5 separate regions of the Mus musculus genome follow, and all the other regions are linked to region 1. Evidence: chromatin contacts called from public promoter capture Hi-C data. All regions are on one chromosome and are shown on one strand. Each heading gives the region's core, a stretch centred on a gene start, on an enhancer-like site or on the middle of the called end of the contact. The rest is flanking DNA. Distances are from core to core; before and after follow the strand shown.

Evidence for each region. Promoter capture Hi-C pulls out the DNA fragments that hold promoters and counts their contacts. Capture Hi-C pulls out chosen DNA fragments and counts their contacts.
Region 2: a promoter capture Hi-C map of pre-B cells shows a contact between it and region 1, with 3 times the contacts expected there. The contact joins the promoter of Rnf126 here to the promoter of Atp8b3 in region 1. A contact is called at or near these places in 1 of 39 promoter capture datasets (pre-B cells) and 1 of 115 datasets of contacts at active chromatin or transcription factors (pancreatic cancer cells).
Region 3: a promoter capture Hi-C map of pre-B cells shows a contact between it and region 1, with 4 times the contacts expected there. The contact joins the promoter of Prss57 here to the promoter of Atp8b3 in region 1. A contact is called at or near these places in 2 of 39 promoter capture datasets (liver and pre-B cells).
Region 4: a contact with region 1 is called in a promoter capture Hi-C map of pre-B cells, with 2.9 times the contacts expected there. The contact joins the promoter of Cnn2 here to the promoter of Atp8b3 in region 1. A contact is called at or near these places in 2 of 39 promoter capture datasets (liver and pre-B cells) and 2 of 115 datasets of contacts at active chromatin or transcription factors (bone marrow-derived macrophages and pancreatic cancer cells).
Region 5: a contact with region 1 is called in a promoter capture Hi-C map of liver, with 3 times the contacts expected there. The contact joins the promoter of Thop1 here to the promoter of Atp8b3 in region 1. A contact is called at or near these places in 2 of 39 promoter capture datasets (embryonic stem cells and liver) and 1 of 9 other capture datasets (liver).

What each region holds. Positions count from the first base shown.
Region 1 is chr10:80,537,203-80,542,268 of GRCm38.p6, forward strand. Atp8b3 (ATPase, class I, type 8B, member 3) reads right to left here and starts at 1,922. Exons shown (of 28, transcript NM_026094.3): 1 at 1,814-1,922. It overlaps Rexo1 (REX1, RNA exonuclease 1), which reads right to left. Exons shown (of 15, transcript NM_025852.3): 15 at 3,724-5,066.
Region 2 is chr10:79,763,860-79,768,925 of GRCm38.p6, forward strand. It overlaps Rnf126 (ring finger protein 126), which reads right to left and starts at 3,093. Exons shown (of 9, transcript NM_144528.3): 1 at 2,894-3,093. The coding sequence starts at 2,968.
Region 3 is chr10:79,786,277-79,791,342 of GRCm38.p6, forward strand. Prss57 (protease, serine 57) reads right to left here and starts at 2,709. Exons shown (of 5, transcript NM_001042710.1): 1 at 2,567-2,709; 2 at 1,082-1,235. The coding sequence starts at 2,666.
Region 4 is chr10:79,985,429-79,990,494 of GRCm38.p6, forward strand. Cnn2 (calponin 2) reads left to right here and starts at 3,172. Exons shown (of 7, transcript NM_007725.2): 1 at 3,172-3,312. The coding sequence starts at 3,250. It overlaps Gm26243 (a small nuclear RNA gene), which reads left to right and starts at 78; the gene lies at 78-184.
Region 5 is chr10:81,068,102-81,073,167 of GRCm38.p6, forward strand. Thop1 (thimet oligopeptidase 1) reads left to right here and starts at 1,982. Exons shown (of 13, transcript NM_022653.4): 1 at 1,982-2,177; 2 at 5,052-5,066. The coding sequence starts at 2,162.

The sequences.
Region 1 (5,066 bases), core at 672-3,171:
AAAAAAAATAAAGGCTGGGGTATAGGTTAGAGGATGGATCTATCTATCTATCTATCTATCTATCTCTCTATCTCTCTATCTCTCTATCTCTCTATCTCTCTATCTATCTATCATACATGCATATCTCACCTTCTCATGTCTACCTCAGAACTGCTCTCTGGACTTGCAGGACCCAGCATTACATCCCCCATCTATAGCTGGTCACCTGAGGCAAGGAACCCCACCTCTGAGATGCTGTAGCCTCGAGCCCTAGTGAGGAAGCTGTGGCTGGCCCGTCCAGTCTCCTCCATGCCCCTCCTGTTCCACCTGCTCCTGCAAGGCCCACCCCACACCCCACACATGCTCAGTCCATGTTTGCTGACTGACCCCACGGAGCTGAGGGGTTGTATATGTGACAGCTCACGGCTTGCGTATATTATGAGCATGGAGCCATGTTAAGATAGATCTGGTGTGTTGGCACCACACCAGATCCCTTTAATCCCTGCCCTTGGTACACCAAGTCAGTGGGTTGCTGTGAGTTCAAGGACACTCTGCCCTACATAGCAAAAGCCTGTCTCAAAGGAGGAGGAGGAAGAAGAGGAGGAGGAGGAGGAGGAAGAGGAGGAAGAGGAGGAGGAGGAGGAGGAGGAGGAGGAGGAGGAGGAGGAGGAGGAGGGAGACAAAAAGATCTGGCCTTGGGATTGCTAAGTGTAGTGACAGGGTCTCACTCTGCTGCTCTTACACCCATAATTCTGCTCCAGCCTCCTGGAGGAGCTAGGATGACAGACCTGTGCTCTCACTCCTGGCTGGGTCTGGTAACTTAAGACAGCCCTATACCTGGTGACATGGGTCCTCCCTGCTCCCTTCCCGGGGGGCAGATCTTCAACCACCACCTGAGCACTCACCCCATCGGTCCCCCAGTTTACCCATATGCCCCCCACTGTCACCACCCTGCCTGGTGGATTTCTTCCTCACCCTCCAAATTTCACTCTGTACTTCCCAGACCGGCCCGTGGGAATCATGCGCCTCCTGGGGGCTTCCTGAGCAGCTGGGGTGTCCCCCATCTTGCCTCTGGTCACCTCTCTTCTAGAGCTTTCACTGTCTTAATGTCTGCTGAACCCACATTTCCCCCAGGACAAGGAGTCCTGGTGTCTGAGTCATGTGTTTCCCCAGGGCATCTTGGGGCCCCACCTCCTCCTGGCTCAGCACCAGCTCTGGGTATTGGGCTTTTCCCTGATTATCACGTGAGGAAAACTGAGGCTGGAGAGGGTGTGGGAAGGATGTGTGAAGAGATCTTGATTCTAGGGAACACTCTAGTCCAGGGGTTCTTAACCTTCCTAATGCTATGACCCTTTAATAAGTTCCTCATATTGTGGGGACCCCAACGACAAAATTGGTTTTGTTGTTATTCCATGACTAATTTTGCTACTGTCATGAAGCATAATGCAAATATCTGTTTTTTTCAGATCGTCTTAGGTGGCCCCTGTGAAAGGGTCGTTTGACCCTCCCCAGGTTGAGAATTGCTACTGCACTCAGTCTTCCTTTCCAATGTTTTTCAAAGTTTCCAAAATCTTCCTGTTCCAAAGTGTTCCTGCCCACTCACCAGACACCCCATTAGCAGTATTCCCCAGCGGCCATGACGCACAGCCCTAGTGAACTCTAGTGGTCACCAAACTGTCCTGTAGGTAAGCTCCACCTCGGTGTCTGGTTTTATGAACCTCAAGGGGGCACCATCTCCTGTCTCAAGTGCTGGCATCCGGGCCCAAGACCCCTAGAGCACAGAGAGGTCACAGTGGCGCCCAAGGATGCACAACTCGTGAGCATCGGTGCTCACCTGCGAGGGCCGGGCTTGGTGGGGCCTGGCTGCCTAGGGCGGGCCGCCAGCGGCGTCCAGGGCCGCCGATGTTGTGGAGCTGTTAGCCTGGTGCCAACGGGTCTGAAACGGGTGGCGCGGGCTCGTGGGGCGGGGCATTGCGAAGGGGGCGGGGCCTACCAGAGCCTTAAGGCCTGCAGCTTAAGGGCAGGAGAAGGATAGGACCAGGCGACAGGGGCGGGGCCTGGAGAAGGTGGGGCCTAGTTGAATGGCACAGAGGGTAAGGGTAGAGCCTGGAGTTGTGGGCGTGGCTGAGTCTTCGGGGTGTGGTCAGGTCTCGTGGGCGGAGTCGTGTTTTAGGAGCTTGGCAGAGCCAACCTTGTGCTACAAACCAGGCTTATGGGTGGAGCAAGAATTAATTGTACAGCCAGGCGTAGTGGCATACGCCTTTAATCCCAGCACTCGGGAGGCAGAGGCAGGTGGATTTCTGAGTTCGAGGCCAGCCTGGTCTACAAAGTGAGTTCCAGGACAGCCAGGACAGCTATACAGAGAAACCCTGTCTCAAAAAAAAAAAAAAAAAAAGCGGAGACCAGGCTTCCAGGGGAGTCTATTCCTGGTGAGCGTGGTATTACATCTCAAGGATGGGACAATGCTTTGTGGGCGGAGGCATGAGTCAAGGGCCAGGAAGGAAGGAAGGAGGGAGGGGGTTTGGGTAAACTAGAAAGGACAGGAAAGCCTTGGGAAGAGGTCAGGGAGGAAAGGCAGGGGTCTGGCATCTGGAATCTCTGCGGGCAAGGCCAAGATAAGGCCAGCCGTAGAACAGAAAAGGGTCAAGCCAGGCAGTGGTGACACATGCCTTTAATCCCAGTACTTGGGAGGCAGAGACAGAGGCAGGCCTGGTCTACAGAGTGAGTTCCAGAACAGCCAGGGCTACACAGAGAAACTCTGTCTTGAAAAACCAAAAGGAGGAGGAGGAGGAGGAGGAGGAGGAGGAGGAGGAGGAGGAGGAGGAGGAGGAGGAGGAGGAGGAGGAGAAAAGAAGAAAAGGGTCAAGTCATGATCCAGGGAGGGAGGCAGAGACTAGGGCATGGCTGGGGTATCAGGGACAGGCTCAGAAAAGGTGGGTCTGAGCTTCATTCTGCAGGGCAGGAGTTAAGTTCAAACTGGTCTCAAGCTTTATTATGTAGGGGAATGCAGATTAATCCTCCACCCTATATAATGACAGCAGCCTCTCACTGAGCTACATCTCCTGCATTTGGGAAGAGCATCTTCCAAGCACACTAAGCACAGTATACTCCAGCCCAACTAAACATTGCTGAATTGGGGATTAGGAGTGGGAAGGTTGCACACCAGTGAGCACGGTTGAGCCAGGTCTGTATCTGTCATGCCTAAGTGGGAAAGGGAGCCCACAAGGCACTGATGGGCTATGTTGATACCTGTGTACAGTGGATGTATGCCAGGGATGCTGGCCACGGTACACCCTGAAGAGGCTGTAGTCAGCCCTGCCTCTAACCTAGCCCTCAGTGGTTATGTCCACCTCCTGTCTCCCAGTGTATGCTGGCATAAAATGAATGAACTGGTGGCTGGGATAAGGACGGCACTCAGGACCAAGCCTCCACCAGAATAGCAAACTCTGGAAGCTTTGAGTCCCTGGAGCATGTTGAGGAAATAGCTACTCGGTTCACTCAGCTTTCGGTGAGCATCTGATCACATCTTTATGATGGCCTTTTTTGGGGAGATCCCCTACCCTGACTTATAGAGGATGGGGGTAATCACAGTGGAGAGGGCTCCCTCGAGTGCAGGCCTCTGGCTTTCAGGGCAGAGCCAGGGTTAGCTAAGGTCTTTGTTGGCTGCTCTTCTGACACGAACTGGACAGTAGATAGGCAGAGACACACACTAAAGCTCCCAGGACAGACCTGGGCTTTGTGAATACATTAGCACCATTTATTTGTTTTTAAAAACTTGTTTACAGAAGGTAGAAGAGGGGACAAAGTGCTCAAGGAAACCCCTGAGGGTGGAAGCCTAGCTTAGCCAAGGAAGCTCCCTTGGCCCCTGTAGCCCCTGCATGCCCACTATGTAGATAGCCCCTGGAAGCTGCTCTAGCCATTGGCTTGCAGTCCCTCCAAGAAGCTTGAGGGACTAGGTTCCCACAGGACCCTGACCATCAGACCCCGGTTATCCTGCCAGGGTCTAACTCCAGCCAGCCTACTCTGCCCACAGATAACTGCCAAGAGGCAGCCAATCAAGTTGAGGTCACATTGGATGTGAGTACTACAAAACTTGTTTCCTTACATGGGAACAGAGTGGCCTTGATGGCCAGGCCCTGCCTCAGGACACCAGGCGGCAGGGGCTCCCAGTCTCTACCCTGGACCTTGTCTGAGTAACTGAGATCATAACAGGCAAAAAGGAGTAAAGGCATGCCATCAGCCTGCATCAGGGACAACAGCAAGGTACCTTCAGGGGAGGTCTAGCAGGCACAGCCTACCCGGAGCTTGGGGCTGTCTCACAGAGTTCCCACAGCTAGGTGGCATGGGCCCATGGGGTGAGAGTTGCTTTTGGCAAGGGAATCATTTTCATTTTTTCTTGACCCTGGCCACTGGGACAGGGGCCACATGGCGTGTGTCAGGATCCTGTCTGCCCCCAAAGCACCACACACTATGAAATCTAAAGTTCATACAAACATTTATTCTGTTTCTACTCACAGAGGGAGGCAATAGCCCCCAGGATGACAGCCCAGAGGCCCTGGAAGGCCAGGCCAAAGGGCTGGCTTGGCTCTGAGGTTGGGGAGCCCTGGTGGGCTAGGGTGAGTTCTGGAAGCTACCCCACAAGGCAGGGCAAACATCCAGGCCCATGGGACTGACCATGTGGGGTTCGGTCCCTGGATCCCAGCGGTACCAGGGTTGGACCCCTCAGCTGAGGAGGTGTGCGGGTCAGCAGGTTTAAATTAAAAATTAATAAAAATAACAGTATAAAGTAAAAAAAGACAACCCCTGTCTCAAACCATGAGGGCTTGTCCTGTTGCCTGCGTTATATACAAAGAAGCAGAAGGCAGAGCCCACTGTCTAGAGCAGTGGGCTGGGGTAAGAGTGGGGGTGCCTGACTGGGGCACAGAGGCTAGGCCAGCTCTGCCCTGGGCTGCAGCAGGCTCCAGGGGACAGGACTGGGAAAGGAGGTGATGTCACGTTGGGCAGGTGTGGGGTTGGGCTGAGGGTTGGTCTCAGCCCCGACTCTGGGCTGCTCACTGCAGACCTGCAGCTGGAGCTTGGGAGACGCG
Region 2 (5,066 bases), core at 1,843-4,342, 770 kb before region 1:
CATACTGAAGGACTATTCTGAGTGCTTACAGGACGGGTGGGGGGCTGAGTGGGCTGGAGAGGGCCTCTGGCCACAGCGTTACTGTCTGCAGACCTCTGCTCTGCCCTACTCTACTCTGTACAGGATCAGTAGCTTCTGGAACTGATGGGTTGTGAGACACAGGGAGCCAAAGACCCAGCTCCCTGCCCAAGGCTCCTAGTGTAAAATCGTCATCCTTGGTCATGTTTGTGTGACATATCTCCAGAAGCCAGCCACTACCCGTCTCGCCAGCCTATGTATCACTTTGCTCGGCACATGGCCTTGCCCTCTGAACACCTCCACTATGCCGGGGACCCTGTCTGTGGAGTGTCTCTGCCCAGGACCCAGGCCAGGACCTCTCATGCTTGATCCCATGCCAGGCACTGTGCTCACACAAGCAGCAGGCATCGGCTTCCCTTATCTGCTTCCCTGGACCCATGAGCAGGTAAAACAAGGAGGCAGGCTGCAGGTGCCTGCCCATGGACACCCCGAGTCCACACCTGTACATCACATGGCCTCCACCAACACACCCAGCAGACGATCAAGTCTAGGCTCGCATTGCCCACACCTCTCGCCAACTCATCTGTTTCCTGCTGACACGTTCCCAGACAAGCCATCTTCCCAACACCCTGAAGCTCTGAAGCTCTGCCACTGCTGCAGCCATAGCCGCACAGGCACAAGCTACCTATTAGAACAGCTGTTCTCAACCTGTGGACCACAACCTCTCTGGGGTTGAAGGATTTTTTCACAGGGGTTCCGTATCAGATAATCTGCTAGTAAGATATATTTACATTACAATTTATAACAGTATCGTAATTATAGATACGACGTAGCAACAAAATAATTGTATAGTTGGGGTCACCACATGAGGAACTGTATTAAAGTGTCCCAGCACTAGGAAAGTTGTGAGCCACTGCATTAGAACCCTGCTCACTTGTCTGGGGAGAGCAGCACAATGGGCAGCTGATACACCAAGGTTGTGCTCGGGCTACAGCTGACAATCGACCCTGTGCTGAGACCCATCTGACCTTAGAGCAAAGCAGCAAGAGGTAGCACAGGGCCTGCGAAGATGCCACCACTGGAACTGGGTGTCTCTGGCGGTTAACTCAGGTGTCTGAGAGGCAGCTGAAACTAACACCGCATAGGACGGCCTATTCTGGAGTGTGGGCCATGGCAAGTCTCACTGAACCCACAGACCTGCCCCTGCTCCCTGTCCCACACTAGCTGCTCATACAAAAACCACCCATGCCGGTCAGGTGGTGGCGGAACACGCCTTTAATCTCAGTACTTGAGAGGCAGAGGCAAGCAGATCTCTGTGAATTCAAGGCCAGCCTGGTCTACAGAGTGAGTCCCAGGACAGCCAGAGCTGTTACACAGAGAAACCCTGTCTGGAGAAACAAAACAAAACATCCCCCATGCTCTGTTTAAACACTTGTCACTCCCTGACTGGCTGGCCTATACAAACCCTGTAAGAACAAAGACCATGCTGGGTCACTGGGGCTTACAGGTAGGCTCGTGCCAGGCACAGTGGCAGTTGAGAGGTCAGGGTCCTCCTTATTCAAGGGCACTGAGCCAGAACCTGGTGCTGCTCTGGTCCCAGTAAGGAAACCTGACAGCTAGGTGTACACCTGGGTCTGGCCATCTCCTTACAGAAAACAGTTCCCAGAGCTCACAATGGTGCCAAGGGGCAGCATAGTCCCCAGTCCAGGGGCGTCAAGGCAGATCTGGGGAGGCAAGGCTGAGGCACAGGAAACACAAGTAGAAATAACAATCAATTCCTATGTTCCAGGTTCACCTGGCACCCCACATACCACTCTCTCCAAGCTGCCCCCCTTCCTAGACAGGGTTCCTGTCTGTCCTGGAACTAACAGTTGGCCTCAAACTCAGACATCGGCCTGCCTCTGCCTCCCAAGTGCTGAAATAAAAGGTGTATGCCACCACCTGAATTCTTGGAGTTAATCGCCCTGAAGAATGTCATGGTGTCACCATCCAGAGGGAGAGTGCAGAGACCAGAAGGAACTACAGCACCTCTTACCACCCACCCCGTCGTCACCCTGACAGACTCTGGCTAATTACTCCACCACCTTCTCCGCAATGGTAGATTGGCTTACACCAAACTAGCTACTACTTCTTCAAGGACCCACCCAGGCTTCCACCTCGAAGGGCAGGAGCAGGCTCCACGCTTGGCCTGGAAAGGCCACGGTAGGTTGCAAGTACTGAGCGATCACCTTTCCAGGAGCGAGCCTCAAACCTGGGTATGAAACAAGGGATGCCTGGAAGGTGGGAGGTTCTGTCCTGGGAGAGGAGGCCTGGGGATACCAGCCTAGTCAAAGTCACTCTCAAGAAACTTGCAGGATCCCTGGCATGCACCTGGACAAAACCACCTTGAACCGGAAAAGATGCAGGACACCCAAGCAGGGTCCTCAGGATAGATATGTCCAAAGCTACGAGGAAGAAGCAGGAGGCCAGGGGACAACCAGGTGGGGACCGGGGGATGCAACTGGTCAAAGCCACACTGAAGCCTTAGCACAAGGCCTGTAACAGGCAAGGAGGTGCAGGTACGACCTTCCCAGACCCTCCAGCTCCGCCGTCGGATTCGCAGCTCCTCTGGGCGCAGCAGCGAGGCCCGGGGCGGCGCTCGAGGCCGCGCCGCGCGCCCCCGCGTCCTGGCCACGCGCTCGGCGGCCGTCCCCAGCGCGGAGCTCAGCTTCCGAGCCCCACCGGGTCCGACCAAGCCTGCGTCCCTCGGGCGACCCCGCCGCCGCCCTAGGTTCTTGGACCTGCCCGCCACGCTGCTCGCACCCCGCCGGGTCTCAATTTCCCCTCTAGCCAGCTTCGCGCGCACAGCTCCACGGCCCTCCCGCCCAGGTCTCACCGGCAGGCGCGGCACGATCTCTACCGAGCAGCAGTGGCAGAAGTACCGTCCGGGCTGCGGCGACGCCTCGGCCATGGCCACCGCCGCCTCCGCGCCGCCCGCCCCCCGCGCGGCGCCTGCCGCCGGCCGTTTGCTGCTCCCTCGCCGGCCGACGCGCCCGCGCACGCTCACGCATGGCACGCACGGCACGCACGGCAGGCGTGGGGCTCGCGGAGAAACGCGGGCAACGCGCTGCGGGGGGCTGACTCGTGGAGAACGGTGGCCGCACTAGGACAAAATAAGTATTTCCGGAAGCCAGAGACCTGGGTCCAGTGTGTGGGGCGGAGCCTGGGGGCGAAGCGGCGGAGCCTAGTCTCCTTAGTAACCGGGACGGAGGTGAGGGTCAAGACTGCAGAGCATCTTGGGGGCGTGGCCTATCTGGTGTGGGCGGAGTCTAGAGGGCTTGGCACTTGGGGGTGGAAGGGCGGAGTCACGCTTGAAGAGTGCGGAAGTCCAGGGACAGCGCGAAGGCGGGTCGCCTTGGCGATGACTTTAGGAGGTGAAGTCAGACATGGAAGCAGAAGAAGTCAGAGATGGGGGGCCAGCGAGCGGCGGGGCTACGTGGGGGAGAAGACTTTTTGGCAACCTGCGTGGGACAGGGCCTCGGGGAAGCCTCCGCGACCAAAGGGCGGGGCCTTCGTGGGGGCCCGGGATGTCTCTTTGGCAACCTGGGGTAGGTTATAACCTGTAGGCAACTGGAAAGCTTTAGGGTCCGCAGGCTGAGCCTGCGCAGGGCGGGGCCGGGTTTCCATGGTGACGAGACAGCGACGGGACCAATCCTGGAATCCGCCTAGGAATTTGGCGTGAGCCTGGAGGCGGAGCTCCAAGCTTGCGGGGGCCGTCTCCTTGGCAACGAGGATGGGCAAGCCTGAAGGCGGGTGACTATCTCCAGAGCGGGGATGTAGTCGACAGGGCTGAGTTTCTCCGGCATACGGGATTGGATGTAGAGGCCTCGGAAAGCCAAGTACAGTCGCGAAGTTGGAGTCCTTGAGGGGCGGGACTTGGTTGCCTTGCCAATGGCTTAAGTTGTTAGGGCTATCCCTAAAAAAAAAAAAAAAAAAAAAGTGAGGGACGGGGCCTAAGAGACTCCTCCTCTTCTTCGAACCATCAAGCCCTCATTTCCCAGCTTCCTTCCCCTCATTTAGCCTTCCAGACAAGCTTGCCTGTGGATATTTGCTTGCACTGCACTGCCTGTGCCTCCAAGTGCTTGGTCCCCCAAACTCCGGAGTCTCGGCTGCAATGTTGCCTTTTCACGCGGTCTCTACAGCCCTCCTACATACACTTATGTACACCTGATAATCTGTAAAAACAGTGCCGGGCAGAAGGGAGTATCATGTCTGGACGATACACATCAGGTGTTCCACAAACACCCGAGATAAGGATGAAGAAGGGATGCATTCTCTGGTAGAAGGAGGATCCTCTAGCCCGCAGGCACCCCGTGTGACTCTTCAGGAGTGAATGAAGCCTGCGTCGTCTTCTAGGCTAGGCCCAGAATGTTTCTGAGGTTAGTTCCTGTATTTATTTACTTATTCGTTCAACATTCATCTAGCGTCTATGAAATGCACACAAACACTCCAGCACCATAAGGCAGGGGGGAGGCTTGGACTCTAAACTGACCTTGGATATCTCTGATGACACAAGAATGACTTCCTGGGGGTGAGGAGGGTACATTGCAAGCAGAGTTTTGAAGAAAGAATAGGAGTTACTCAGAGTTAGGATTCCTGCAAGAAGGGGAGGGACAGTCAACCTTCACACCTGGCCTGCTTTCTGTCCCCATTCCCACCCATTCCGGCATTGACCACCAGAGGGCACATGGCCCCCATCAATCGGAACTAGTTATCCCACTAGAGCCAAGTCTACTGTGGTGAGGCAGCCCCTCAGTCGTTTAAACACGCCAATATTCAATGGAGAGACCTTCCTCTGAGCAGCTCAGGGTAGTTGAAAAGTTATGGGGCAGTGGGCGTGGGTTGACTTCCCAATCAAGCCATTGCTGTGTCATTGGGCAAATAGCTTAACCTCTCTCTCTGAACCATGGCAGAGCTTGCATCCTGGGAGCCTTCTCATACACACACACACACACACACACACACACACACACACACACACACAGTCGGGGTCTAGCCTCAACACAGGA
Region 3 (5,066 bases), core at 1,459-3,958, 750 kb before region 1:
AGAGATGACTCAGCAGTTAAGACCACTGACTGCTCTTCTGGAGGTCCTGAGTTCAATTCCCAGCAACCACACATCTGTAATGGGATCCAGGGCCCTCTTCTAGTGTGTCTGAAGAGAGCAGCGGTGTACTCATGTACATAAAAATAAATAAACAGCCAGGCAGTGGTGGCACAACCCTTTAATCCCAGCACTTGGGAGGCAGAGGCAGGCGGATTTCTGAGTTCAAGGCCAGCCTGGTCTACAGAGTGAGTTCCAGGACAGCCAGGGCTACACAGAGAAACCCTGTCTCGAAAACCCAAAATAAATAAATAAATAAATAAATAAAATACATCTTTTAAAAAAAAAGAATTTAAGGGGCTAGAGAGATGGCTCAGTGGTTAAAAGCACTGACTGCTCTTCCAGAGGTCCTGAGTTCAATTCCCAGCAACCACATGGTGGCTCACAGCCATCTGTAATGGGATCTGATGCCCTCTTCTGGTGTGTCTGAAGACAGCTCCAGTGTACTCACGTGCATAAGATAAATAATAAATCTTTAAAAAAGAAAAGTGAATTTAAAATAAATAAATCTTAAAAAAAACCAAACAACCCTAAAAACCTCATGCTTCTCACTGAGCAAGCACTCTACCTGACCCCATCCCCACCCCTCACTGAGGGTTCTAGGCAAGGGCTCCACAAATGGGCAACACCCCCAGACTCTCACTTGGGGATTCTATGCGGGGCTCCATCCCTGAGCCACACTCCAGTTAAGACCTCTACTATTTAACTACTATCCTATAACTGTCTGTCTGTCTGCCTATGGAGACATGGTTCCAGACTGTAGCTAACACTGAGCTTCATTTTTCCATCCCCCTGAGCCAGCCTCTGGGTAGCTGGAGTCCCCGGACTGTGCTGCTCTCCCCACAGTTAATGTGAGTCCAAACAGTAGCACATGTCGCTTGTGTCGAAGATGATCATAGTTATTATGTTTGATTGTTATCACCAGAAGTGCCCGGGCGTGGGGGTAGAGAGTTGGTCCTGTCTGTGTCACATCCTGGCTTCCTGATGGCCTTAAGTTTATCCCTCAGTGGCCCCAGCATGTCACCTGTCACTGAAGCAATGGGCAGCTGACACCACCCAATGGGTATGAATCAGGAAGCCTCCACAGTAGTGATGGCCCTCGAAGCTCACAGAGGCCATATAGGGCCGGGAATGTGGCGTTACCTCATGGCCTCCAACAATGTAGGACCCACAGCAACCTGGAAGAGGTGGGGCAATGTGAGAGACAAGGACAGGACAGGTAAATCAAGGGCAATGGAGCACAGCCCTGGCAGGGAGTAGGGGTGGAGGCTGGGCTGAGAGGAAGGGGCAAACCTAGAGGGAGGCATCCAGGAAGCAAAGGCAGGAGGATCTCTGTGGGTTCAGAGTCAGCCTGGTCTACATGGAGAGTTACAGGCCAGCCAGGGCTACATGATGAGACCTCGCCTAAGAGTGAGTGTGTGTGTGTGTGTGAGAGAGAGAGAGACAGACAGACAGACAGACAGAGACAGAGACAGAGACAGAGACAGAGACAGAGACAGAGACAGAGACAGAGACAGAGATGAGACAGACAGACAAAGCCAGTCCCAGGCACCCTCAGCACCACATAAGCATGGTGTAGCAGTGCAGGCCTGCTGTTTCAGAACTCTGGAAGTGGAGGCAGGAGGATCAGGAATTCAAGGTGATTCCCTTTTCAGCTGCCCAGCTATTTCAAGGTGCCTGGACCACGAGAAACCCACTTTACTTAAGAGAAATAGAGGGGACCAAGTGGTGGGGCACACCTTTAATCCCAGTGCTTGGGAGGCAAAGGCAGGCAGATTTCTGAGTTCGAGACCAGCCTGGTCTACAAAGTGAGTTCCAGTACAGCCAGGGCTACACAGAGAAACCCTGTCTTGAAAGCAAACAGATAGACAGACATGGATGGATGGATGGATGGATGGATGGATAGATAGATAGATAGATAGATAATTAAAGACTGAGGCTAGGAGACCTTTTGGGCCTGTGATAGGTTCAGCAGGCAAAGGCACATGCTACCAAGCTTGACAATCTGAGTTTAATCCCAGGAACCCCTATGGTAGAAGGACAGAATCGACCCCTGCAAGTTTTCCACTGGTTGTGACAAGCACTATCTACATGTACTCTCTCAAAATAAATAAATGTAATTTTTAAAAAATAGGAGGCTTGGAGAAATGGCTCGTTATTTAAAACCCCTGGCTGGTCTTACTGAGGACTTAGATTCTAATGCCAGCATCTACATGATTGTTGGAACCGACTGTAAATTCCAGGGGATCTGATGCCACCTTCTGGTTCCTCCAGGTACTGCAGGCATGCAAACATACAGGCAAAACACTAATACACACAAAAATAAAAACAAAACAAAACAAAAGCTAGGAAGCCCAGTCTCCACGATCTTGTACCTGAGGTGGCTGAAGTCCCTACTGGCTGCCCCACCCCCACCCCATAGCCTCCTGCCTGAGCAAGAGTACACGTGCATCCTGTGTGGGAGCCTGGTCACCTTGGGTAGGGTCTAATGGCCATTTGGAGTTCTCACCAGGGAGCCACATGAGCTGGGTCAGGGCAGCTGCTGTAGTCAGCACCAGACAGTGCCAGCCTCCTCTTGTCCCAGGCACCATAGCTGTAGAGGATGGCATCTTTCTGGTGAGGTCTGCAGGTGCAGGAGGCACCCAACGGTTCAGTCCAGAAAGTTGTTCCGGGTCTGTGGTCTGTGGTCAGAAGGTGGAGCAGGCACTTCTGGAAATCAGGGGAGGCCACGTTACTGTTTCTTGTCTCCAACTGTGCTGCTCATGAAAACCCAGAAGTTTAGAAACAAGATTGGTTTGTGAGCTCAAACTCCCCTTGTACCTTCCTACTAGATTATCTGGCCACTGAACGCATTCAGACCTTCTCAGGGGACAGTCATCCTGGAAGCACCAACTCTGCTTATCTGTCTGTCCCCAGCCAGGTAGCCCAGGAGCAAGCACCTTGACCCTTGACCTCAGTTTCCCCATCATGAACCTGAGGTCAGTGAGGACCATAAAGCTAGTTCTTTGGGGAGGGCTCTGAGTTGGGCTGACTTTATTGCTTTTACTGAGGTCCTACTGTATACCATACTTCCTTGGAAGAACTGGGGACATAGCAGAGAGTGACCCTAAGGTCTGGAGTCCAGAGACCACCCATCAGGATATGTGCTGGGCTTGGGTTTCCTCGTGGTGGGGACCTTTGGGAGAGAAAGTTCAGTTATCTGGCCTCTAATTCAATACGCTCTTGAACTAGCTATCCAGCTGAGAATAGCCCTGAACGCCTGCCTGCCTCTCCCTCCTCTATCCTCCAAGTGCTAAGGCCACAGGTGTTGTCTACCATGGACCCACGTAAGGTGGGAACATAAGCTTCCCCTAGGTTGTGAGATGGAGCCCAGAGCACACACTGGCTGGGCTTGTACTGGTCCATGCTTGTTAGCAGATGCTGCAGCTTTAATTAAGTCTGCTACAGGCTATGCCCTAGTTGGCCTGTAGGACCCACCCCAGGGCTGATGCAAATGGTAGGTACCTAAGAGCAGAGAGGGGCTTGGGTGAACTCAGGGTGCACAGTGGTCCCAGACAGCTCAGGAAGGGGAGAGGGCTCAGGGTCAGCAAGGGCATCCTGCAGGAGAAGGCACTGTTGTCTTAGCAACAACCTCCCAAAAGGGTCACTCCATCCCCCACTGAGGATGCAGGGGGAAGCTCTGCACCATTGGCCTTTGAGGGAGCCAGGGCTCAGGAAGGTAGTAGTGACCAGACACAGAGCAGGAGGGGAAGGAGGGAGAGACCCCAGAGAGCCAGGGCCAGAGGAACATAAGAGAGTAACAGAAACAGGTGAAGGTGGAATGAGACAGAGAGGGAGGGGAAGACAAAGACAGAGATAAGGACAGAAAGAAAGCCAAGCCTGAAGAGGATGCATACCTTTAACTCCAGCTCTCTGGAGACACTGGCAGATGGGTCTCTGAGATTAAAGCCAGCCTGTTTTACAGAGTGAGTCCTTGCCAAACAAAAAGCAAGCAAGCAAGCAAACAAACAAACAGAAAGCAGGTCTGGGGAGAAGGCTTAGCAGTTTAGAGCACTGGCTACTCTTCCAAAGGACCTGGGTTTGGTTGATAGCACTCACATAGTGGCAGTGGATCTGTCCCCACTTCTGGCTCCTGTGGGTACTGCATGCATGTGGTATATACACACAGAAAAACACTCAGAAAATAACAAATAAAATAAATGAGAGGGAGACAGAAACAGAGATGAAGACAGCGATATAAAGAGAAATCAGCGGGGATGACGACAGAGAGTGGGAAGGTGTGTGATGCAGGGTGGGCGCGTGCCTTTAGTCCTAGCTCTAAGGCAGAGGCAGGCAGATCTCTGTGAGTTCAAGGCCAATCAGGTCTATAGAGTGAGTTCCAGGACAGCCAGGGCTACACAGAGAAACTGTGTCTCAGGGGGGAAAAAAATCGCACAGCAAGTGCAGGAAAAGTTCAGGCTGCAGACGCAGGAGCCCTGTTGCTTCTCTGTTTCCTTCTGCTTTGATGAATGGTTGTGAAACCATCTTGCACTCACCTCAACTGCCAACTGCCAAGCTCCCAGCAGCCATCTGGACCCTGGCCTGGCCTGAGAAACCCAGGAAGGGCTCCCATCTCCGTTCTGGGGCATCTGGGAACCCTTTGAGATATTAATTAATTTATTTATTTATTTATTCACTGCCTGATTTTTGTGTTTTTGAGACACTATGTGTATATAGAGACCCAGTGAAGATCTGTCAGTGGCTTTGACAATGAGAGACGAATGGTGTGCAAGGCTCAGACATGCCCCCAGCTCACCAACCAGGACGTTGGCTCTCCATTTCCTCCGACTCTCCTGGAAGTGGCTCTCTTTTTCTTAGACAAGGACTCAGGTAGCCAGGTTGCCCCCAAACTCACTATGTAGCCAAGGATAACCTGGGACTTTTATCCTCTACTTCCCAGGTGCTGAGGTGACAGATTTGTATAGCCACATCAGCTCACTTCGGGCTTTTTTCTTTTTAAGATTTATTTA
Region 4 (5,066 bases), core at 1,922-4,421, 550 kb before region 1:
AAAAAATCATAATTACTGTATGTGAAAAGTAATTTGCTTCTCTGCCTTTAAATACCTGAGGCAAAAAACCGTCGCTTGTGCTCGCTTCGGCAGCACATATACTAAAATTGGAACGATACAGAGAAGATTAGCATGGCCCCTGCGCAAGGATGACACGCAAATTCGTGAAGCGTTCCATATTTTGTTTCATCTCAAAATAACGCAATTGACCCTTTGAAGTCTCCTTTTCTACTATAGCTGCCACATTCCCGTACAATTTGCCTGAACAAGGGCATTTATTGACCGGTTACTGCGCACTCGAAGGAAGCTGTCTGTTTTTAGGACGCAGCAGAGCTGTCTCTGTATGCACCGTGCCCTAACGTTGTGCGCCTTCTATATACCTCCAGCTTGAAGGAAGGACTAGGAGCATCTGTATGATGGAACAAGATGAGAATTTCTGCATCCGGACTGGGCGGCCAGGAAAAGGGCGGGGCGCTTTACCGGCTGAGCGAAGGGAACCCCTCCCTCCTAGCTTTCAGATACCCCAGAGTCACCGTCTGCTGTTACCCAGAGCACCTTGCAACACAGTAGGCACCTAATAAATGTACCAGTCTTGAAACTATTATGGAATACACTTGTCACTTGTTTGAAAATAGGAAACGTCCCTGGGTGACCCGAGCTTTAGAAAAACCTAGCCTGACCTTCGTGGAGAAGCAATGGGGTTCCCTCCAGCACAGGCCAACACGTCAGTCAGTCATATCGCTCACGACCAGAGCAAGCAAGGCTTGACTGAGAGATGGGATTTTACTTTATTTACTTTTTGAGTTTGTGGTCTTTCCTTGGCTGTTCTGGAACTTGCTCTGTAGAGCAGCCTGGCCTTATATTCACAGTGATCCTCTTGCCTCTCTCTGCCTCCGGAGTGGTGATCTCAAGGGCATGGTCACCACACCCACAGCAGAAGCACTACCACCCAGATCCCAGGCACTGCAGAGATGGTCTGTCCCCCGGAAGGTGTGACCCTGGCAGGGAGAGTCATCCTGGGGCCCAGCCAGCTTCCAGCAGCTAGGGCCAGAATTCTTAAGATTTTTGACATCTATATCAGCCGCCCCAAGAGGAGTTTGCAAATATTAACTCATCTGATTTTCAGACAAGGAGCCTGGAGTTCAGAGAGAGCTGATAATTAGTGTCACACAGTGAAATGGGGAAGGAGGATTTTTGTTTGTTTTTCAATACAGGGTTTCTCTGTGTAGCCCTGGCTGTCCTGGAACTCACTCTGTAGAGCAGACTGGAGTCGAACTCACAGAGAACCTCAAGAGTGCTGGGTGGGACTAAAGACGTGCCACCACCACCCAGCTACATGGAATGTTAAATTCCATTCATTTTCGATCTCAGGACAGAGTTCTAATACACTAAGCTGCTAGAAATCCAGAATCTTGGGATCTGGGGTGTTTGGGGTTTTGTTTCTGGGATTGTAAGTCACAAAGCAGCAGGGCCAGGGTTTGAATGTGGCACACAGTCCTCTCGGCATGGAATAGTTTTCCTTATTTGTTCTTATTTCTCAACCACTTCAAAGCTCAGAAAGCTCTTCTGAGCTCAGGGGCGGGACAGAAGGAGGGAGTGGCTGGCCTTGCTGCTGGGCGGGAGCAGAGATGTGGCTATACTTCACAGCATACACAGTGTTTTGTTCAAATTTCAGCCCCTGTTAAGAAAATGAGGGAAGTTGGACTCATCTACTCATTTTTTTTTTTTTTGAGTGCCTGTCTGCGCACGACGCGCATGCAGTGCCTACAGCGGCCAGATGGGGGCGTCGGGTCCCCTGAAGCTGGAGTCACAGAAGGCTGTGAACACTGGGGGTGTGTGTGAGGGCTGTGTATGTGGATACAGGTGCGCTGCAGATGGAGAAGAAAGGAGGCGAGGAGGGTGGGCTGGGGAGATGGCTCAGGTCTGGGGAAATAGCTGCTCTTGCAGAGAACCTGGTTGTGGCACCTGCAGTTGCTGTCTCAGTGCTCAGCACAGTGGCCTGGATGCCCTGATACCCTGCTAAGCCTGTGTGCACCCCACACAGCATGGCCGCTCTTGACAAGTGCTTTCTTTAACTATTCCAAAAAGGTCTTCAGTGTCCCGACACCTGGGGCTTCCTGCCTGGTCACAGGAACCTGTGTTGTCCACAGTTTGGGACCATCTGGAGTCCGGTGCTCCACTGTACAAATTCAAAAACTCCAGCAGAGCCCAGAGAGGAAGGATTTGTCTAAATCACAGAAACCCAGAGAGGTGGGAAGAAAGCCACCCTTTAGAAGTATCCAACCACTGGGCGTGGTGGCGCACGCCTTTAATCCCAGCACTTGGGAGGCAGAGGCAGGTGAATTTCTGAGTTCGAGGCCAGCCTGATCTACAGAGTGAGTTCCAGAGAAATCCTGTCTCGAAAAAACTATGCTTCCGTCCTATGGCCAAGGCCTCTCTGTCAAGCCCTGAGACTCCCAGCATCTGTCTGCCTGTGTTCCGTGGGGCAGGACCAGCCCCTCAGGAATCAACTTGATCCATCTACAGACTCAGGTTGAGCTCAGGCACTTACTGAAAGGATATCATCCTCAGCCACTCCACCCTCACACAGTCAGCCAGCAACCCTCAGCCCTTCTGGGAGCCCCACCCCGACCTCCAACCGATCGCCTTCTCCCACCCTCCATATTTTGCACTTGGTGTTCTAGCAGAAAGCCTTTTCCCTTTGGACTGAAAAACTCATCCATCAGTGCTCCAGCTCCCGAGGCCTCCTTCTCTGAGAAGCTCCCCTCGAGAATCCTGTCTATGCCGCCCCTGCCCCTTCCCACTGAGATGTTTGGAGAGGGAGCAAGATTCTGGTAAGTGCCGGTAGTGGCAGAGAAGGTTTCTAGCCAGATTTTAGGATTTAGGGTCCCACCGAACAGTTTTCTGTCTCTCACTATGATACAGGAGGAGTAAACTGACTTCTGGCCCAGGTCGGAAGCCCACGCCCTTCGCTGCCTCAGTTTCCCGCAACTACAAACGGGACGGCGGGCCCCTCCTGATCGGCCGGGATGCTAGGGTGGCTCCGGCGGGCGGGGGTCCCGGCGGCCGAGGGGGGCTCAGGAAGTCGCGGCCACAGGAATTCGGCGCTTCCACGCCTTATAAGGACATTTGCTCTGCCAGCCAATCGGCGGCGGGGGCGGCGCTCAGCCCCGTCCCGGGCCGTCCGCCCGCAGCCCGACCCTCTGCCGGTCCCGCTGGTCCTCCTGTCCCGCTCCGGGGTCCCGCGCCATGAGCTCCACGCAGTTCAACAAGGGCCCGTCCTACGGGCTCTCGGCCGAGGTCAAGAACCGGGTGAGTGGGTTGCGGGGCTTGCCAGCCTCGAACGCACGACCAATGGGAGCGGGGCTCGCCAGCCTCGAACGCGCGACCGATGCATGAGCCGGGACAGCTGGGCTTTGCTTTACCCTGATATCCGGAGGGTCTGGGGTGCTGTGGGAAGCTGTGGCGTCTGGGAGGCTGGGGACCCATTTTATCCGCATCCTGAATGTCACCTCCAGCCCCGCCCCTGGACCTCTCAGTCCCCGGCGCCCCGGGCTTCCTGCACTCTGTGCCCCTTGCAGGATGTAAGAAAGTTAAGGTCCGGGAGAGAGAAAGCGAGCACACGAGCGATCCGGGCGTCTGAGAGTGCCCCCTGAGGCCCCATCTTCATTACCTGTCGAAACTTCCGTTTCATCTAAGCCACTTAAGTTGGGGACAGGGAAGGGGGCGGGGCCGGTGGCCTTCTTAACAGGGTGTGGTCCGTTCCAGGACTCCCACACACACCTGGGAAAGGGCTCACTGAGAGGAACCGCAAATGCAGGAGAACACTGAAGTCACCAGTTTCGGAGGGACATCTGGGGAGCCATACAGCAAGGTGTCCTGAGCTGATGAGGGAGACACTGATCCCAGACTTAGGGGGCTCAGGCCTGACATCCTGAAACCTTCTAGATAGATCCGCCAACCACACGCACACACCTGGCACCTGGGAATGCAAGTTTCACAGTCAGCTAAAGCCAAGCAACCTGCCTAGGCACGCTGAAGCTACCAGTCGGACCCACCTCCGACTGGCACCTGCCAGGTCCCTACAAGTGACACGAGAGGCATACCTACCTCATGCCACCCATGTGCTATCCTCAGCCTGCTAGAGACAAGTTGCTATTTCACTTCCCACCCTGGGCTCAGAGAGGTTGCTCTAGCTCCCCAGAGACACACAGCATTCTGACGACCCTGCCCAATTCTTCCTGGACAGACTGGACATCTCCCTGGAACAGAGAAAGTGAAAGAAAGAGTCAGGACAGCCCTAAGGATAGAGTTTTAGGAGCTGGGTGGGGCCAGGGACAGGTCAGCACTTGCTCAGGGGATGAGCTCTCAGATCCCCTCCAACTGTGGAGCTGGGAAGTGGACCCCCCCCCCCCAGTAGCCTGCAGGGGTCACAGAAGGGTTGCATCGTCCACTGGGAGGGGGGATCCGGAGACTTTTCTGCCTGACCTATGTGCCTCAGTTTACCCCCCTAGCTGGCCCATATCCCGTGGGACTTTGTTCGGTCCAGTTGAGGAGCCTGGCCACTGGGGAACAGCTGGTCTTGATTTAGACCCGGGAGGCCACCGCATTCCTGGTAGTTTGTGGCCTGCGGGCAGGAATGCGCTGAAGGGCAGTGGGGAGGGAGGTGGCCGCAGCGGGCGGGACTGAGCCCCTGCCCTCCTCCTTGGTCCTCAGAGTGGCTAGGGACGTGGCACAGCTGGACCAGGCATGCTTGGCGTCCCTGGCCGACCCCTGTTCCCCTCTGGGCTGTCCTTGCTTTTTCCTGTGGGAACAGCTGCCCCGACTGCCCCTGCACCCAGCTAATCCCACTTCGAAGGATTTTAAAAGACAGGAAGGGGAGAGGGAGCGCCTGACAGCGAACTCTTACACAAACCAGTCCATATAGGAAACTGCCGGGCATGGTGGCGCACGCCTTTAATCCCAGCACTCGGGAGGCAGAGGCAGGCAGTTTTCTGAGTCGTAGGCTAGTGGTCTACAAAGTGAGCTCCAGGACAGCCAGGGCTACACAGAGAAACCCTGTCTCG
Region 5 (5,066 bases), core at 732-3,231, 530 kb after region 1:
GCTGGGATAAAAGGCATGCGTCACTACTGCCCGGCGTAGGGGGATTATCTTGATTATGTCAGTCAAATGAGCCAGGAAGGCCCTCAGTCTTGACTCTGGAGAGGCCATTTCCTGGGCAGATCCTAGACTGAGTAATTTCGAGCAGATTTCTGGACCTTGGACCAGGAGTGACTATTGCTTCTCCCTACAGGAACTGTACTTTGAGATGCGTGTTAAAATAAATGCTGTCTCTCCACTATCCTATGTTTTAAAAGTTGCTTATGTGCTTGTGTGCATACACTTAAATGTATGTGTGTGCACCATATGTACACAGCACCTGCTGTGGCCAGAAGAGGACATGGGGTCCCCTGGAGGTGTGAGCGGCCCTGTGGTGTGGGGATCTGAAGTCCAGTCTTCTGGACTTGTGCTATTACTGTCGATGTTTCTGCTCAGATGGAAGGGCACACGGAGACACGGAGCTCAGGAACCACGCAGGGAGCCCTCTCAGCAGAGGTGTTGCAGTTCCCAGGGGAGGATATCCCCGGCTGAGCTGAGGAGCTCAGGAGCCTTGTTTCCCCGCACCCCGCTCTCCCACCCCCCACCCTCTCTTCACCTCGCTTCTTCTTGGCTCTTCCGATGAGAAAGTCACACCAAGCAGAAAATCTCATGTAAGAGATTTATTGGTGGGTTCAGGGTGTGGAGAGATGAATCTTCCCTCTTCTCCTGGGAGTAAAACATTAGGGAATTAGACAAAGGGCGGGGCTTACATAGAATTTCTTAGGAGGCAGGGCTTTTCAGGGCAGAGATTTCCAGATTAACGATTGGTGGAATTTCAAGTCCTGAGCTTGAGGAGCTCAGGGATTGGTGGGTTTTCCTGTTCGGGGATTGGTGACTTTTTTCCCCCTCACCCTCTTTACCCTGCATCAGGCCCATGGGTTAGTGTGAAAGTCCTTCCAGGCCACAGCCAACTTTTGCTGAGGCGCCATCTCTGTGAGGCTGCTCAAGGAGGCTGGAGATGAGGTCCTATCACTGTGGGACAGTTCCTGTAGGACAGCTCCTGCAGGGGTGTTCTTGAGGGGCAACCTCTGTTGTGTTGGGAAAGGTGATACACTACTGTAGACAGTTCTTGTGACAGCTCCAGGCTGAGGAGATGTCATGGTGCCAACATTTTAACAGGAGCCGCCAACAGCTCCTAGGAGGCATCTTAACGTGCCACAGGCTGGTGCAGGAAGGAGGGGCCAGCCCTGGCTTTTGCAGTACACCGATTATCAACTACACTTGACCACAGAGCCATCTCTCATGTTTTTTCAGACAAGGTATATAGTCCAGGCTACTCCTGCAGGTTGCAGGTTGGGTCAGTTTTGTTTTACTTGGACTGAAATTGCAGGTATAAGTCAGCACACTCAGCTTACAAAAACAAAACAAACAAGCAAAAACCCGTGGCGGTTCTCACTTGCATTCCCAGAACCCAGGAAGCTGGGGCAGGAGGATTGCTACGAATTTGAGGCCTGTCAGCAAATTCAGACCAGCCTGGGCTACATGAAACTTTGTGTCAAAAAAAGGAAGGAAAGAAGGAAGAGAAGGTTGGAGGGAGGGAGAGAGAGAGAGAGAGAGAGAGAGGGAGGGAAGCCAGGCATGCTGGAGCACTCTGGTCATCTCAGAACTCAGAAGGTGGAGTCATGAGGAACTGGCTGAAGAACAAAAAGAAATGAATTGAACGAACAGACCAAGCACAAACGCACACAGCCTGTATAGAGTGAAATCCTCACAGAAAAGGCAAGGCAGAGAGGGTGTTAGGTTTCCATGGAAACAGCATCCTGGCGTTCCGAGGGTGCGTAAGGCTCCGCCTCACTCACCTATGACAGCCAATTGCGGGCTCCACTGTGTTCAGCGCATGCGCAAAATCGCACCACTGACAGGGCAAGCTCGGGATAATGTGGGCGGAACCGCGATGCACCGGCGCCAGACTGGTTGTTCCTGCGCATGCACACTCGCGTTGACCAGCTGCCTTCGCGCGCACGCGCCTTCCTAGCGTGCTCGGAGCTCGCGGGCGGCGGGCGCCTCAGTCTGAGAGCCACAGCAGAGGAACTGGCTCAGGTGAGGCGAGCTCCGAGGAGATCCGGACCGCACAGGCGTGAGGACCAGAGGAGGGCCGTCGCCGCCTCGCGCGCAGCCGACCGCCATGAAGCCCCCCGCAGGTACCGGTCGCCCCTCGCCCAGGCCCTCCCTTTCTCTCCTCCTTCGGGCAGATGGAACCTTTGGGATTCCCGACCCTGACCCCTTCGTCTGCAAAATGAATGAACTAACTTTCCCATGACTTCAACCTCTTGATAAACTGAATTTTAAAAGAATACTTTTCTCATGCTCCCTGCTATTCTAACTAGGGTAAGATGGACTGCCAACGGGGCGATGAGCAAAACCCACACATGGTGTAAAAGGCTCTAGTTCCTGGAAGGCTGCTGGAGACGGTGGCCTGGGAACCTCGGTGCCAGGACAGTGTGCTATCTAGCATCTAGAGAGGACCTAGTAATACTTCCAACTAGGTTCTTTTGTATTTTTAGGATTTGTTATTTTTAACTATTGTTTGTACGTCTGTGTGTGAGTACCTGCACATGTGTGTAGTATTCATGATGGCTAGAAAAATGTGGCCCATCCTCTGCTCCTGGAGTCAGTTACAGGTGGTTGAGAGCTAGCTGCCTTTCAGGGGTGCTGGGAACCAAACGCAGCAAGCACGCTTGATCACAGAGCTCCCTCTCCAGCCTCTTGAGTCAGCAACACAGGGGCTTAGGCTATGGTCACCCCACTTTGGCAGGGCTGGTTGGGAGACCCATCTTTCTCTTGCCAGGTCTGCTGTGTATGTGTGTGGGGCATCCCATATGGTGGAGCTACCAGGCAGGGATTCCCGTCAGTTGTAGACATGACTGTGACCCAAAAAGATGAAGACTTGTTTGGATTTTTTTTTAAACATTATTTAGTGTGCTTGTGGAGGTCAGAGGACAGCTTGCGGGAATCAGTTCTCTCCTTCCACCTAGTCAGTTGTGGGGATTGAACCTAGATCGTCTGCGTTGGCAGCAATCACCTCCAGCTGCTTAGTCATCTTGGGTCCCCTGGACTTGCTTAATCCAGAGAAGGAAACAGAGCCAGTGCCAGCCTCTCTTCCCAAGTGTGGGAGACCGAGACTAGGAGGATCCCACCTCCAGAAATTGCAAGGGTAGCCTGGACAATCTGGCAAGATCCTATCTTAACCCATGAACAGAGGACTAGGGAAACAGCCCAAAGGGCCCTGTGTGTGACCTTCCTGTATCTGAGAGCGGCCTTGGGGGGGGGGGGTGGCGTCTGGAGCTCACACCCATACATTTTCTCATGCCTGCAGATAATCCCCCCAGTCATGATCAGGATCATGGGAACAGGAATAATTGGAATTACTTGCACCTCAGGAACTTGAGGTGCCCTGAAATGGAGGCAGTAATCCAGATGTTTGCAGAAAGATGCTGCAATCCTAGTTCTCCAGATCTTTGCACTCTGTGTTCTCATGGCTGGCTCTGCCCCTACTTGTAATACAAAGCCCTTCGTTTCGCATGTGCGCGTGTCTGTGTGGGGAGGGGGTATCTTCCTCAGTGGCTGCCCATCCTCCTTATTTTTGCTTTTCTCTGTGTAGCCCTGGCTGTCCTGGAGCTCACTCTGCAGACCAGGCTGGCCTTGAACTCACAGAGATTCTCCTGCCTCTGCCTCCCAGTACTGGGGTTAAAGGTGTGCACCACCATCACCCAACCATGGCTTTTCATTTGAGACAGCATCCCGTGTACCCCAGGTTGGCCTCATACTTAATACGTGTGGCTGTGGGTGACCCTGAACTCTTTCTCCTCCTCCCCGCTCAGTTTCCTAAGTGCTAGGATGGTAGGCAGCCCCACCACGCCTGATTTGTATGCTGTGGTGATGGAATGAGAGCACCATGCATACTAGGCACGTGTGCTGCCCACTGAGCCACAGCTTCAGTCCGAATTTTTGTTTTCTTTGGCTTGAACGTGCTTGCCCTGTGTTCTCCATTTAGACCACAAATGTGAAATCCTCTTGCTCTGGCCTCCTGAGCACTGAAAACAAGCTCCCATTACTCCTATTCAGTCCATGTCCTGGTGGCAGCCCCTTTTCTTTTCCTTGCCAGCCCATCTTCAGGGCCTGCGTTGATGTCTGCTAAAGGCTTGAGAGCACTATGAAAGTCTGCTCTCTCTGTGGGGATGAGCTGTCCCACCCTCATTCTACATGGCTGTCAATTATACAGCCATTCTGCATGGGACGAGGAGCGAGATGGCCCTGCCTGGCTGCCTTGCATGCCAGTGTCGAACAAGTGTTGCTGGGGCTGTGGGATCAGTGCCAGCAGCTGCTAGTGCCACTGCACCTGTCCGTGAGCTGCTCCCATCCTGGTTATCCCAGAATGTCGCTTGCCGGTCCGGCTTCCACACCTGCCTTTGTCAGTGAGGCCCGATATGGGCAGAAATGGCTTTAATTATAGCTTGGCAGCACCAGGGATGTAGAGGGCCACACCTAGATACATGACATACTGCTGAATGACTTGGAAGTAAGAAGGCAGACTGATGGAGCCCTTGGGCTGGCCTCTCCCAGTGAGTGGTTCTGGATTCTCCTTTTTATGCGAAGTTAAGAGACCTTGTAAGGGTGGAGCTGTCTGGAACCTGTGCTTACACTTCCAGGAGGGCCTTTGCCAAAGCAGCAGGGTCCCTTAGCAGTAACAGACCATCAAAGATTTTCTGGTGAGAGGCTGGTCAGGGTGAAGCCCCACCCAAAATCCCCCAGTAAGGGGGTAGGGACATAGTCACAGGATAAACTCTGGGATCATGGTCCATGTCTAAGGAAACGCATGCGCGCACACACACACACACACACACACACACACAATGAAGGGCTGGGGCATGGCTCTGTGCTGGCCCTGCATACACACAGACCCTGCTCATGACATCGCTACTTCAGCGGGTTCTGGGAGGAGGCTGGTATACAGGCTCTCCTGGGCCACTTGCTCTGGACCTGCTGAGACCGACTGTCACCTGCTATTCCCACAGCCTGTGCTGGGGACG